Regions from separate parts of the Danio rerio genome. Here region 1 is linked to region 2. A link is a contact called in public HiCAR-type data. All regions are on one chromosome and are shown on one strand. The core of a region is the stretch at or near the end of the contact, and the rest is flanking DNA. Distances in the headings are between cores, read along the strand shown.

The links. HiCAR-type assays count read pairs that join an accessible place to other places.
Region 1: a HiCAR-type map of caudal fin shows a contact between it and region 2, with 5 times the contacts expected there. The contact joins two enhancer-like sites. A contact is called at or near these places in 2 of 4 datasets of contacts at active chromatin or transcription factors (caudal fin and gastrula embryo).

The regions. Positions count from the first base shown.
Region 1 is chr12:36,624,434-36,630,485 of GRCz12tu, reverse strand. The region is part of intron 1 of bahcc1b (BAH domain and coiled-coil containing 1b); the gene reads left to right. Among named protein-coding and RNA genes, the nearest start is that of bahcc1b, 40 kb to the left of the region's middle. Within about 2 kb of position 2,710, at least 26 of the 62 cell types and tissues checked have an H3K27ac peak or open chromatin away from gene starts, as enhancers often do. A contact at or near this core is called in caudal fin, where this site is marked.
Region 2 is chr12:36,396,758-36,402,805 of GRCz12tu, reverse strand. No RefSeq gene overlaps it. Among named protein-coding and RNA genes, the nearest start is that of fscn2b, 33 kb to the right of the region's middle. Within about 2 kb of position 3,500, at least 5 of the 62 cell types and tissues checked have an H3K27ac peak or open chromatin away from gene starts, as enhancers often do. A contact at or near this core is called in caudal fin, where this site is marked.

The DNA.
Region 1 (6,052 bases), core at 1,461-3,960, 230 kb before region 2:
TACAATGCATTTTTTCATGTCAGAAATACACCATTCGACCAAGAACTATTTAGCTGTCAGTAAAAAGCTACTTTTATGGCAGTTTTTTTTAACTGTACTCACTAAGAGTTAACTGTTTCAAAACTCGAACAATATACTTATATGTACATTTTACATGGTAATTTTGCAAAGGTTTATTGTATTCGATTATTTTATTACTATTTGTTAGGGTACAGAAGAGATGCCGTTCAGTGTAAGGTGGGAGAGGGCCTTTTGACCGGATATTTGAGTGCTCTGACGTTTATGCTGCTCTTTCAAATCGTTTCATTTACACAAAATCTATTATTTTTTTTAAAGATGTGAATTGAAATATTAAAGATAATTTATATTACTTTTATACTTAAAATTATGTGCACGTATGAAATGTTTGCACTTCAAAAAAATGAAAAACATACTTCTCTACAAGGCCGTTTAGTCATTTATTAATTCAACCATTCATTCCAATCAATGGATCTGAATATGTATGTGTTGGTATTACTGTTTTTCTCACCAAGGCTACTAGGTCACAAGGTCAAAACAATATTGCTGCTGAAAGAAACGTATTGATACTAGGTGATTTTTTAAAGATTTCAGTCTGTTAGCCGTTCGTGAAATGTAATACTATACATTTTCCTTATGCAACCAAATTAAACTCGGAATGATTTATTTGGGTTCCCATAATAAATTAACATGTATCAAGGGCCTGGGCTTTCAGTGAGGAACACTGGGACGTGATGTATACTTGTGTCTTTGATTGATAATAACTTGTAACACTTTGAACGCATACATATGAAAGAAACTGAAGATTTAACACACACCAGGATGTGTTGCAAGTGTAGCCTATACCCTGCAGACACGGTATAGGCTTCATTCGGATCAAGACAGGCTCTACGTCCCATGTCAAAACCGAGTGGTCCACTGACAATCCTTAGGAAAATGCCGTCTCCTTTAGGATTTATTTGAATCTTTGAATACAGACTCATTATAAGAAAGCACTGTAGACTTATCATACTGCATTATGTGACTACATCTCTCACACGAATAAACATAATATATAAAAAAATTATAAATGTACTGCGTTGGTTTTAAATTTATGGAGAACAATATAACGTCTCACAGTCATTCCTCTCTATGAGGATAGGCTACAGTTTTGTTTCTCGTATTTTGAACACCAATGAGATTACTTGAAATTGGTATTAATAATATTATTCTCCAATTTTCTAGTAATTAGACCACTCATCCGATTAATATTCAATTTATTTAGTCACGTTAAATTTGGGAGATAAGCTTTAAGGAGACATTTTAGGAATTACCACAGCATTTTTTAACTGAGGTATTTATAAGACAATCTCATTAATGAAGCACTATGGGGGGTGGGGTTGTCAGTAAATGGGTCAGTTAAAAACTGGTGCATATCAACGGCATACATTTACTTGTGTTTTTGTACTTCTGTTTTTCTAAAGACCTATAAGAAGGTAGAGTAATAGCGTAAAGTTTCTTGAGTTTATTCTTTTAACATCAAAACAACTTTCTTTAAGTGCTTTTTATTTTGTTGCATTTATTTACCTCTATGGTTTGACTTCTAGCTTTTACAATAAAACAGGTCGTAATGAGGTAGGTTTGTGCCATTTATGGGGGTGAAGCAGTACTTCCCTTAATTGGACACAGATGGGCTTTTTCTATCGATAACGCCATTCCCTGGAATTTATAAAAGGACAAAGTCGGTATCCAGTCTTATTTTAGATTTTGTTGTATTATGAGTATTATTAGTTTTATTATCAGTATTATTTTGTCAATCACAATTTATCCCTGGGCCTGTACCACTTGAACCCAAAGTATAGGCCTACTTCGGTTTTAGGGTTAGGGTCAGAGTCTACATTCTCATTGATGTATTGTTATGTAGAGATTTAATTATGTTAACTCTGTCTTATCATTACCCAATCGTGTTGGATTACTAAAATCAAATATGCAGCAAGTTTCTAATCGCATGGTTCTTCCTTGTAAACTTCTGGTCATCGACAGTATTAACGTTTCAATCGGGGACAACGGAGCTAAATACACAATCATTTAATGTTTTGTGCATTTAAAATCTTAATTATGATTTCATAGCTTTAGATACAAGTTCCCTTTTCGGATGTGTGTGGTAGTACGGCACACATTGGACTGTCTAAAAACCGTTTGTCCAAGCTGTGTGTGCATGTCCCTGTTGCCTGACACACCAGAGGCCAAGTCATTTCACAAGAATTTAGCAATTCTGATGTTGCAAAATATTTAAAACTGTAGCTCCATGTATAAGTCAGCGCATGCTGAAATCTAGCTTAATCATCAAAAGGAGAGGAGAGGTCACCATACAATTCAGCTTCATCTGGATTCAGACGCCGGTGTGGACTCATTTGAAAATAGTTTTTGATTTCTTGATTTTTCTATGAAATTCAGTTAAGCAAAACAAATGTTGATCTTATTGTTTTGTTCAATATTAACTTGCAATTTTACACTTCGTGTTCACCTTCATGTTAAATTACACAGTATTAATTAATTATGTTGTTCGGTGCATATGCCTGCAGTGGATGTTTTAAAATCATGTCTCTCGTGCCGTTTCCCTGGTGGACATCTCTGGGCGTTTTACAGGGCTGTGAGCGAATGAACGTCTTGACTGAACATGCTCCATCCTCGACACCAGCTATGGAGTACATTGTCACAGTGATTCATCCAACGGACGCGTACATAAAATCCCCTAACCTACATGGACGTGTAGGCGCATGTAAGCACCGTTTATTCGCACCAGAGTGGGTTCTGAATTTAGGAGTACCTTTTGAGTTATTTTTGGCCAAAGGCAGGCGATGGGATCCCGCACTAACTAAAACTGGTGTGCAACTATAGGCCTGACAATAACTGGGTATCTGCACACCCCTTGGCCTATACGCTGGTGACAAACGCCCCGTTCCGGTAGTTTGAATGTGGCTGGAAGATGGAGGGAAAGTGTCAATCAGAAACGCTTCATTGATCACGGACAATGCCGTTCGCGGGACTGGTCTGTTTCGAGAGCAATCAGTCACTCCGCATTAATTATCCCCGCGTCCCACAGTAGGGCAGCTCGCGCTGGCACATGGACAGTGTGTCTGTTTGTGTGTGCGTGAGTGAAAGAAAAAAAAAGAAAGAATGTGTGTAAGTGCGCGCGTGGGGAGAGAAGGAGATGTGTGTGTGTGTGTGTGTGTGTGTGTGTGTGTGTGTGTGTGTGTGTGTGTGTGTGTGTGTAAGTGAGAGAAAGACAGAAAAAAGAGGCTGAGTTTGTTTTCAGGTATATATATATATATATATATATATATATATATATATATATATATATATATATATATATATATATATAAATGTATGTATGTATTATATATATATATATATATATATATATATATATATATATATATATATATATATGTATGTATGTATGTATGTATGTATGTATGTATGTATTATATATATATATATATATATATATATATATATATATATATATATATATATATATATATGTATGTATGTATGTATGTATGTATGTATGTATTATATATATATATATATATATATATATATATATATATATATATATATATATATATATATATATATATATATATACATATATATGAGAATGAAGGCGTCTTTGCTTGTGTGTAAATGTGTGTTTGCATGGGCTGTGTGTGTGTTATCCTTACACTACTAAAATGCACCCACCCCCACCTTTTAAGTTGCAAAAAGGAGCCAATAAAAACCCAACAATAAAAGGGTCTTTCTTGTCACTAAATAAATTAAGTGCCGATATCTGGTTAAAGCGTTACACCTCTTTGTATATTGCAGTACAGAATTCTTTATTGCCCTAGTGTTATTGCTTCTTTTTTGACAAGGAGGTTCGGTGGTAGGACATAGCTCACTCTGAAACAATTACTGTTGGTTAACAAAATGACTGGGTACTTTGTCATTTTAGAAGCTCCTATGTTTGGGTCTATTTTATAATTTTTAAGTAATTTTTTTTTTGTCGAATTTTATTCATAGGGGCATTTTCTTTTTTAATTTGTTCTATATCTTATTTTACCACCCCACGCTGACAGTGTATTAAACAATTAAACAAATGCAAATTCTTGTATTCATTAAAATCACCTTCTGTAATGACTTATCGTTTTATTTTAAAAGTATGTTAAATTATATAGAAATAAACAAACTGCCCTCGTGACTCGTGAGTTCTGCCCAATCTAAAATCTTTTTAAACGTGGAACTGAAGTCCTGATTGAATGTAGCCCATTTGACTTTTATCTATACACTGTTTAATGACTAGGCTGTTTTTACATAATATTTAAAAACGTAAAATCCTTGATATTTAAGCATAAGCTGGATGTGTTTTATACAAATATACAAGAAAACTGTGCTGCTGTAACAAAAAACGTACATTACATAGACATGAAATTACAGTTCATTCAGTGGCCTATAGCAGAAGTTGCCCTTAAGGTTTTTTCTTCTCTCTCTTTTGGTGGATGAAGTTTCACGGGTTTAAGTTAAAGGGGTTATGAAGAAAGAAAATAATGCAGAGTATACAACAATAAAAGAACAAAGTCAGAATGATATATGTTATGTATTTGGTTAAAACATAACCTCATTTGAATAGCAAAATCTTTTTATATTTTAATAAACAAGGAATGTATTACAGGCATAAAACAACAACAATAATAATTCGGTAATTTCTGTTGATAATCATTTTTATTTTTCCACTCACCCATGTTTCGCATTTGTATCGAAAAGAGAACGGCATAAAACAGTTTCCGTATAAGCGTGTAATCGTTAATTTATATTTTACTGCCATTTATTACCCGCTGTTACTAAATATCCACTCAACGTTTTAAGTAGCAGTCAGGGTGAAGTTTTAAAATTTCATCGTAAAAAATCCTCAATACGCACGCTCGTTTTTGGTCGCCTTCATTTCCATCCTTCTCCTGTTTTACTCTATTAGATTCCATGTATTAGAATTATCGTGTTGCTGTTGAATTAAGCGATATTAATCCGAGAATCTATACTTTAAATTTAATACAACATGTAATTTCCCCCTTTTTAACGCATTCCCTTTGATTAAGTCACTCTTGACTCTCCTTTAGCTTTGGGGCCAACGAGGTTCGCCTAGGGGAGGCCTTGAAACCGCCCCTCCTTATCTCCTTTCATCATCCAGTTCTGGGCCGCCTTGAAACCGCAAGGCCAGTAATTGCTTTTTTCAGGCAGCCCAGTGCGGACTGGACAGCAGCCAATCAGAGCCTTGTTTACATTCTGTGATTGACAGCGCTCTGGCAACACGCCAACCAATCAAACAGTTTTCAGAACGAGGCCCAGGTTTTTAACCCTTCATTGGCCATTCACCATAGTTTGGGCTGTAAGTGACTTCTTAGCATCCTGACGTGTTGTGGGTTAAAACCGTTTATTTTACTGGTGATCTGGCTTCTCATCTTTTTAAACCTCACATGTTTTAAATCGAATGATGCTGTTTTAAAAAAAATATATATTTTTTTCAGGCTTAGTCCCTTTATTAATCTGGGCTCGCCGCAGTGGAATGAACCGCCAACTTATACACTACGGATGCCCTTCTAGCTGCAACCCATCACTGGGAAATTTAAAGAATTAGAGATTGAATATTAATTTAATCAGATGTACATTTCTTCTTTGTTCTGGTTTTACTTACATATGACTGATGAGATGCTACACCTTGCATTTCATTAATTTGATTTATAGTAAACATAATTAAAAAAAAAAAATCTATATATTTTGCATGTTATAATTGTTCATGTTTGCATGGCTTTTCGTCTTGGCTCAAAAAGCAGAATCGGAAACACAAATGGCGATAATTGCATTTCTTTCTGTCTTTGAAGTCATTTAAATAATGGCACTCTAGGCTGCATAAGTATCCATGTGGTCGCGCCTCTCACTGAACTCGTCGCGAGACAGGAAAGCTCAAATAAAGCGCCCGCCGTTTTGTTTAGTTGATCCAGCTGACACGCCA
Region 2 (6,048 bases), core at 2,251-4,750:
ACACACACACACACGCATTTAACCCTGCTCGACAACACGCCCGCGTGCGCGCACACACACACACACACGCACGCACGCACGCACGCACACGCACACACACACACACACACAAAAACACACACCTCCGGACGACAGCTCGCGCACACACACACACACACACTACTCCTCGTCCACGGAGCTCCGTTAACAAAGCAGCACGCGTCGCATTTTTAACGTGACTTTGCACGCGATAAGAGAATATAGCCAGTTTAACACCGTACAGTACACGCGGTTACAAGTAACAAATCACAACTAAATACATTTGCAAGCTAGAGTCAACGAGGCAACTTTAATCGCACATACTTACACTTGAGAAATGGAGGAAGAAAAATCCATCCTGACATCCATCAGTAAGTTACTCTTTACTGATCCTTCCTTTAACAAACGCTGATGAAGTATTCTTTGTAGCATGTAGTTTCCAGTAGTTTCCAACTGCTTGACTATAATGCTGAGGTTTCATCTTTGGGTAGAGACTCAATATATCCATCTGCAGTGTGACTTCAATCGACCGGCATGTTTGTGTGTGGGGGTGTGTGTGTGTGTGTGTGTGTGTGTCTGGGTTTCTGCGTCAGAGGGCGGGGCCTCAGGTTTGAAATCTCCCGGGTTTGCGCGTGCACGTGAATAACTTGGTTTCGTTCGTACGTCATGGCGAAACACCTAATGAATCGGTATCAAGGCGACTCGTTTGAAGCACTATGAGTCGACTCTTTTATAGATGAATCAACAGTTTTAAACACTGTACACTAACAGATTTAAGCCTTAGCTGGATACTTCACTTCACTTAGAGCTGTGTTACACACTACATGGAGGGGAATTTTCAAAAAAACATAATATGGGCTCTTTAAATAATTAAAGGGATGATACGTAACAATCAGTGAGTCTATTGATGCTGGGTGAATGAGGAGAAGACGCATACGCTTGATAAGTGAAACAAAAAGTAAGTATTTATTAATGGATAATGTCAAACAATGAATGTAAGATGAAAGATAAATGTAATTTTAAATAATTTAATTAAATAAAGAAAAATAGGAGTGTTGCCAAAATAAAGAAATAAATATAACAAAACGAACTAACTAAACCCCAACCCACTAAACTGACTGAACAAAGAAAAATGCAGAAACAAAACCGTAATCTTCAGCACGTAGCTTAACTAAACTTCTTAACTCCCAAACATAAGTACACATGTGGCAATGCCTCCAAAAACTAACTAATACACAATAATACTAAGCTGCTCGAAATGCTAGAATTCTCGTAAAGTACACACTGTTAGCCATTAGCAAAACAAGATCTCAGGTAATCTAATTCTCATAAAGATCGTTCAAAATCTCACTATACATTAACAAGAGCAGCACAAGATTAACTGATTAATCAAGATAAACAGGGAGAAAACTAGAAAATAGCACTCGCAAACGAATCAAGCGGATCAAACAAACAAACAGTCCGGCCGACACAAGTGAGGAGATTGGCAGGCCAAGCGCTCCTCCAGAACAGCTCAAGCGCACCGGTTTTATACTGCGCGGACCCGATCCTTATTGGCACGCCGATTTAGTGACGAAGGTGAATGACAGCTCACCAGACCAATGGTAGCACACCTGAAACAGGATAGGACCACAACAAGAGAGAGAGAGAGAGAAGAGCGCAAAGCAGAAACAACAAAAATACTCCAAAACATACGTGAAACGTAACATGTGCTTTAATTCATCACGGTTAATTATTCGTGAAGGCTTCTCAACATCGCGTTTCTGCATGGAACAAAACTGCTGCAACTAAACAAAGTTATGCCAACTGTGCCCTAATTTAAAGTTCCAAACTTGTACACTGAGGCTAATACCCAGACACACTGGATTAACAATGGCTGAAGCTGTAAGGGCTGTTCACATTGCATCTTTTGCGTGCAAGTTCGTTATTTCTTTTCTTTCGCACTTCTGGTTGAACGTGTGCACCCCAAGTCGCATGACAAGAACTGATCATTCAGCTTCATACTTTGTATGGAATATACACATCTGTACTCCAAACAGAAAAAAAATACATTAATAAATGATATAACCAGATAAGTGCATATTACATAATATAGTTGATCCAAAGTGCCTTTCAGACAGAGGATCGGCAGTCTTTGACTACATTTTTTTCTCTTTAAAAGGGAAATACCTAGATATGATGCTTAGATTTACATTAGACAAATACTGTTTTTATTCTTATTTTTTTCATTCATTCATTCATTTTTGTTTTGGATTAGTCCCTTTATTAATCTGGGGTCGCCACAGCGGAATGAACTGCCAATTTATCAAGTATATGTTTTAGGTAGCGGATGCCCTTCCAGCTGCAACCCATCTCTGGGAAACATCCACACACAACATTCACAACGGACAATTTAGCCTACACAATTGTTTGTCAACATTGTTTTGTCATTTATTTTCAGTGTAAAATTTTGTTTCAATTTCAAAAACTTTTTTTCACTTATTTTTAAGTCCAAAAAGAAATGGACTATTGTTTGTTTTTAATATTATTTTTAATATTATTTTTAATATTATTACTGAGCAGCAATAAATAGCACTTTAAATTTGAAATATTAAAAAAGAGTTTTCATGTGATTTTTCTATACTATTAGTGTTTTGATTAATGAAGGCACAATAATCGTGATAACTGTGAGACCGTGATTATTCCTCAGACTGTAATCATACAACCAAAATCTATAATCATATAAAGTCATATAGGAAATTGAGGATGCAGTGCATCAGCAGTGAATCGATGATATTATAATCGCACTTGAACCGAACAATGACACCAGTGTTTAGGTTCACACCCCTAGAGTTTAGCATCCTTGTTAGTGTGCTCACCTCCCATGCTGGAAATGCTGTTCAAATCCCGCTCATAGCAGCAAGGATACCTTGGGAACGATGCAACCTTCTTGCATAATTTTGGTTTCATTTAATTGATGATCTGGCTCCTTGGGTAAACAGCAGTTTTGATTTACAGCTGTTTTTGAAAAATGTCAGATGACAGTGGAGCCAGAGGGTTTTAAACTGTTCTGAAGAAATACTCCCCCATCCAGCAGTCATTTGGGAACAGTGGGCATGTCGAAGAAGGTTGGCAGCAAAGCCCCAAGCTGCCGTTTTATGCATTCAAAAACTCAACCAACCCCCCTATATCTTGCCCCCTTGAGTTTCAGCCAAAACCATGCTGGCGAAAGCAGAACTTTCAGTTATTGACTTTTGCCATGGTTTGTTGAATATGTACATGTACACCCACCTCACACAAATTTCCATGGAAGTCATACATTTTCGTCCAAATACACAGCCTGAACCCGCAACCTATGCAAATAAGCATGTAAAACACACTAACTTAGCTTATCTATGCGCGCGTTAGATATCAGAAGAAAATGACTATTGCAAACAGCTGTGTGGATTCTTTCACAATGCCGTTTTGGCCTGCAGCATAATGTGAGAGCCGATATGCACAGGAGGCCGTGAAAGGTCTCCGTGTGCTCCATTTATGTGGGGCGCTGTGCTCGTAACGATTGATTTGCAGTATGTTTGGGGTTTCTAAATCTGCAACATGGTGTGTTTTATAACCCAGGGAATGAGCTGTGAGACTACTTTGAACCGAGGCACTTACTGTATTACGAAAAATTGATGAAACTCCGAATTTCATATGGAAATGTGCCAGCTCGGCTGATTGATTTCTTTATAGATCCATTAGAGGTGATGATTTATGAGCATCTTGGAAGATCTCACAAATTAAAAAAAAAACTTTAGCCACGGACAACTGATAAATTGATATTTAAACGAATAAAACAACGGCAAATAATGTTTATTTAATATTGGCAACCTGATGGAATCAAATAACAAGTGTCAAGGGGGTCCCGCAGGGCGTCGGCGTACTATCCCGGGTAAAGTGGATTGAAATTAGCACACGATGCCGGGCTCTTGCTCAAGGCAACTATTCTCCTTCAGCGCTGCCGTAGATGACAAACAGAAGGAAGGAAGGAGTGTTAGAAGCAGACACTTGTCAATGCAAAGAAACCGTGACTCTGCCTCCTATCAAAGCGACAGGAAAAGTCATATTCAGCACGAACGGATTTGCCCAGTTTTCTGCAAATCCCGCAGCAGCGTAGCGTAATTGAAAACAGGGGTGAATAATCAGTGAAACAAGTCTGTTGAAAAGCTAATTGATCTCATATGCAAACAGAATTAAGTTAAAAGCTGTTGGGCTGTGTCTGGTGCTCTGTTATTGTCAATTCTGAGCCTTCACTTTCCCGATGAGAAAGGAAAGGAAATATTCAAGGCCTGGAAGAGAACGGATGGAAAAGGGAAAAGGCTGGATGGACAAAAAGAATAAGAGAGGTAACGCCACCCTAAATGATACATTTATTCAATTCAAGATTTTACAAAGCTTGAAAAAGGGGGGTCTCATAATAGAATCACTTCATCAGGAACTCAAGTGCTTGAACGCAGGATCCATCTGTTCGCTGTATCGTCTGGTTCCCCCTCCTCCTCCTCGCTTTTTCCTCCCTCACCTCCCATTTGCACCACATAGGCCTGATTTATCAAGAATTGGCTCTCAGGTGTGTGTGTATGTGTGTGTGTGTGTGTGTGTGTGTGTGTGTGTGTGTGTGTGTGTGTGTGTGTGTGTGTGTGTGTGTGTTCTTAACAGAACTGAGGGAACGTATTACTGTGTTTCATTACTGCTGTACGAGACGTTAAGACAATCATTCAAATCGCTCAGAGTCGAACCCCACCCGGCTGCTAATTCAATCTGCCCACAGCAAAACATGCCAAACAACATCCATTATGGTCACACAGTTAATTGGCAGCGGGTGGGGGCTCAGGCTTGAGTCGGGGGGAAGCGGTGCAGCGGACAAAAGCAATCTCGTCTTTTCACCGGCTTTGCGTAGTGGAACACAGCGATGCTCTTGCGATGCTTCGCATTGTCATTTGACAATAGACAAAGACACATAGGACAATAAAATAAACGGCTGGTGGGAAGATTTCTGACTGATTATGTTGCAGTGCTTCATTACGCTGAGAAGTGGTTTAAATATAAATGACTGAGTAACCTGAATCTCCATGAAGCAGTTTTAAATGTTAAGGTTTTAGAGTTAAGTACAGTAGGTGTGTACAGTAAATAATTTCTATACCTTTCCTATGTTCTACTTTTTGTTATATGTTTAGTTATGGTGGCTTGAGAAAGCTAACATACCCCTGCTGAAAAATCCAGCTTAAACCAGTTTATGCTGGTTGGCTGGATTTAGCTGGTTGACCAGCCTGGTTTTAGAGGGGTTTTTGCCATTTCCAGGCTGGTTTCCAGCCATTTCCAGCCTGGTCTTAGCTGGTCAGGCTGGGAGATGACCAGCTAAAACGAGCTTGACCAGCCTAGCCAATCTGGGAGTCCAGCCAAAACCAGCTATATACAGCTTAAACCAGGCTGGTTAAGCTGGTTTTAGCTGGATTTGGCTGGTAATTTTCCAGCCTGACCAGCTAAGACTAGGCTGGAAATGGCTGGAAACCAGCCTGGAAGTGGCCAAAACCCCTCTAAAACCAGCCTGGTTGACCAGCTAAAACCAGCCAACCAGCCTAGGCTGGTTTAAGCTGGATTTTTCAACAGGGACAGGTATACTACCTAAACTTATTATTTTTCCTTCTTCTTCTTTTAGACTATTTTAAGAACGCATCTCCTGCTAGACAGTTCATACTACAACCACCAAACCTCCAAACTATACTGACTTGGGTTGCTATTTCTTTTTTAACTGTTCTGACTCATGGTTTTCTGAAAACTGACCCAGAAATTTCTAAAAAGTCCCAGTGACTTAACATTGGACCAAACTTTGTGACCTCATAACTGCATCAGACTGACATACAGACTAATGGTTGGGCTCATTTTACTCAGACTACCAATCTGCCAATCACTGATGACCTTGCAGCTTGCTAGCCAAACCCTAGCAACCACTTACAGCACCCTAGCACTGTCCCATAGACTTCTTTTATAACAAAAAATTGATATTGACTTTAC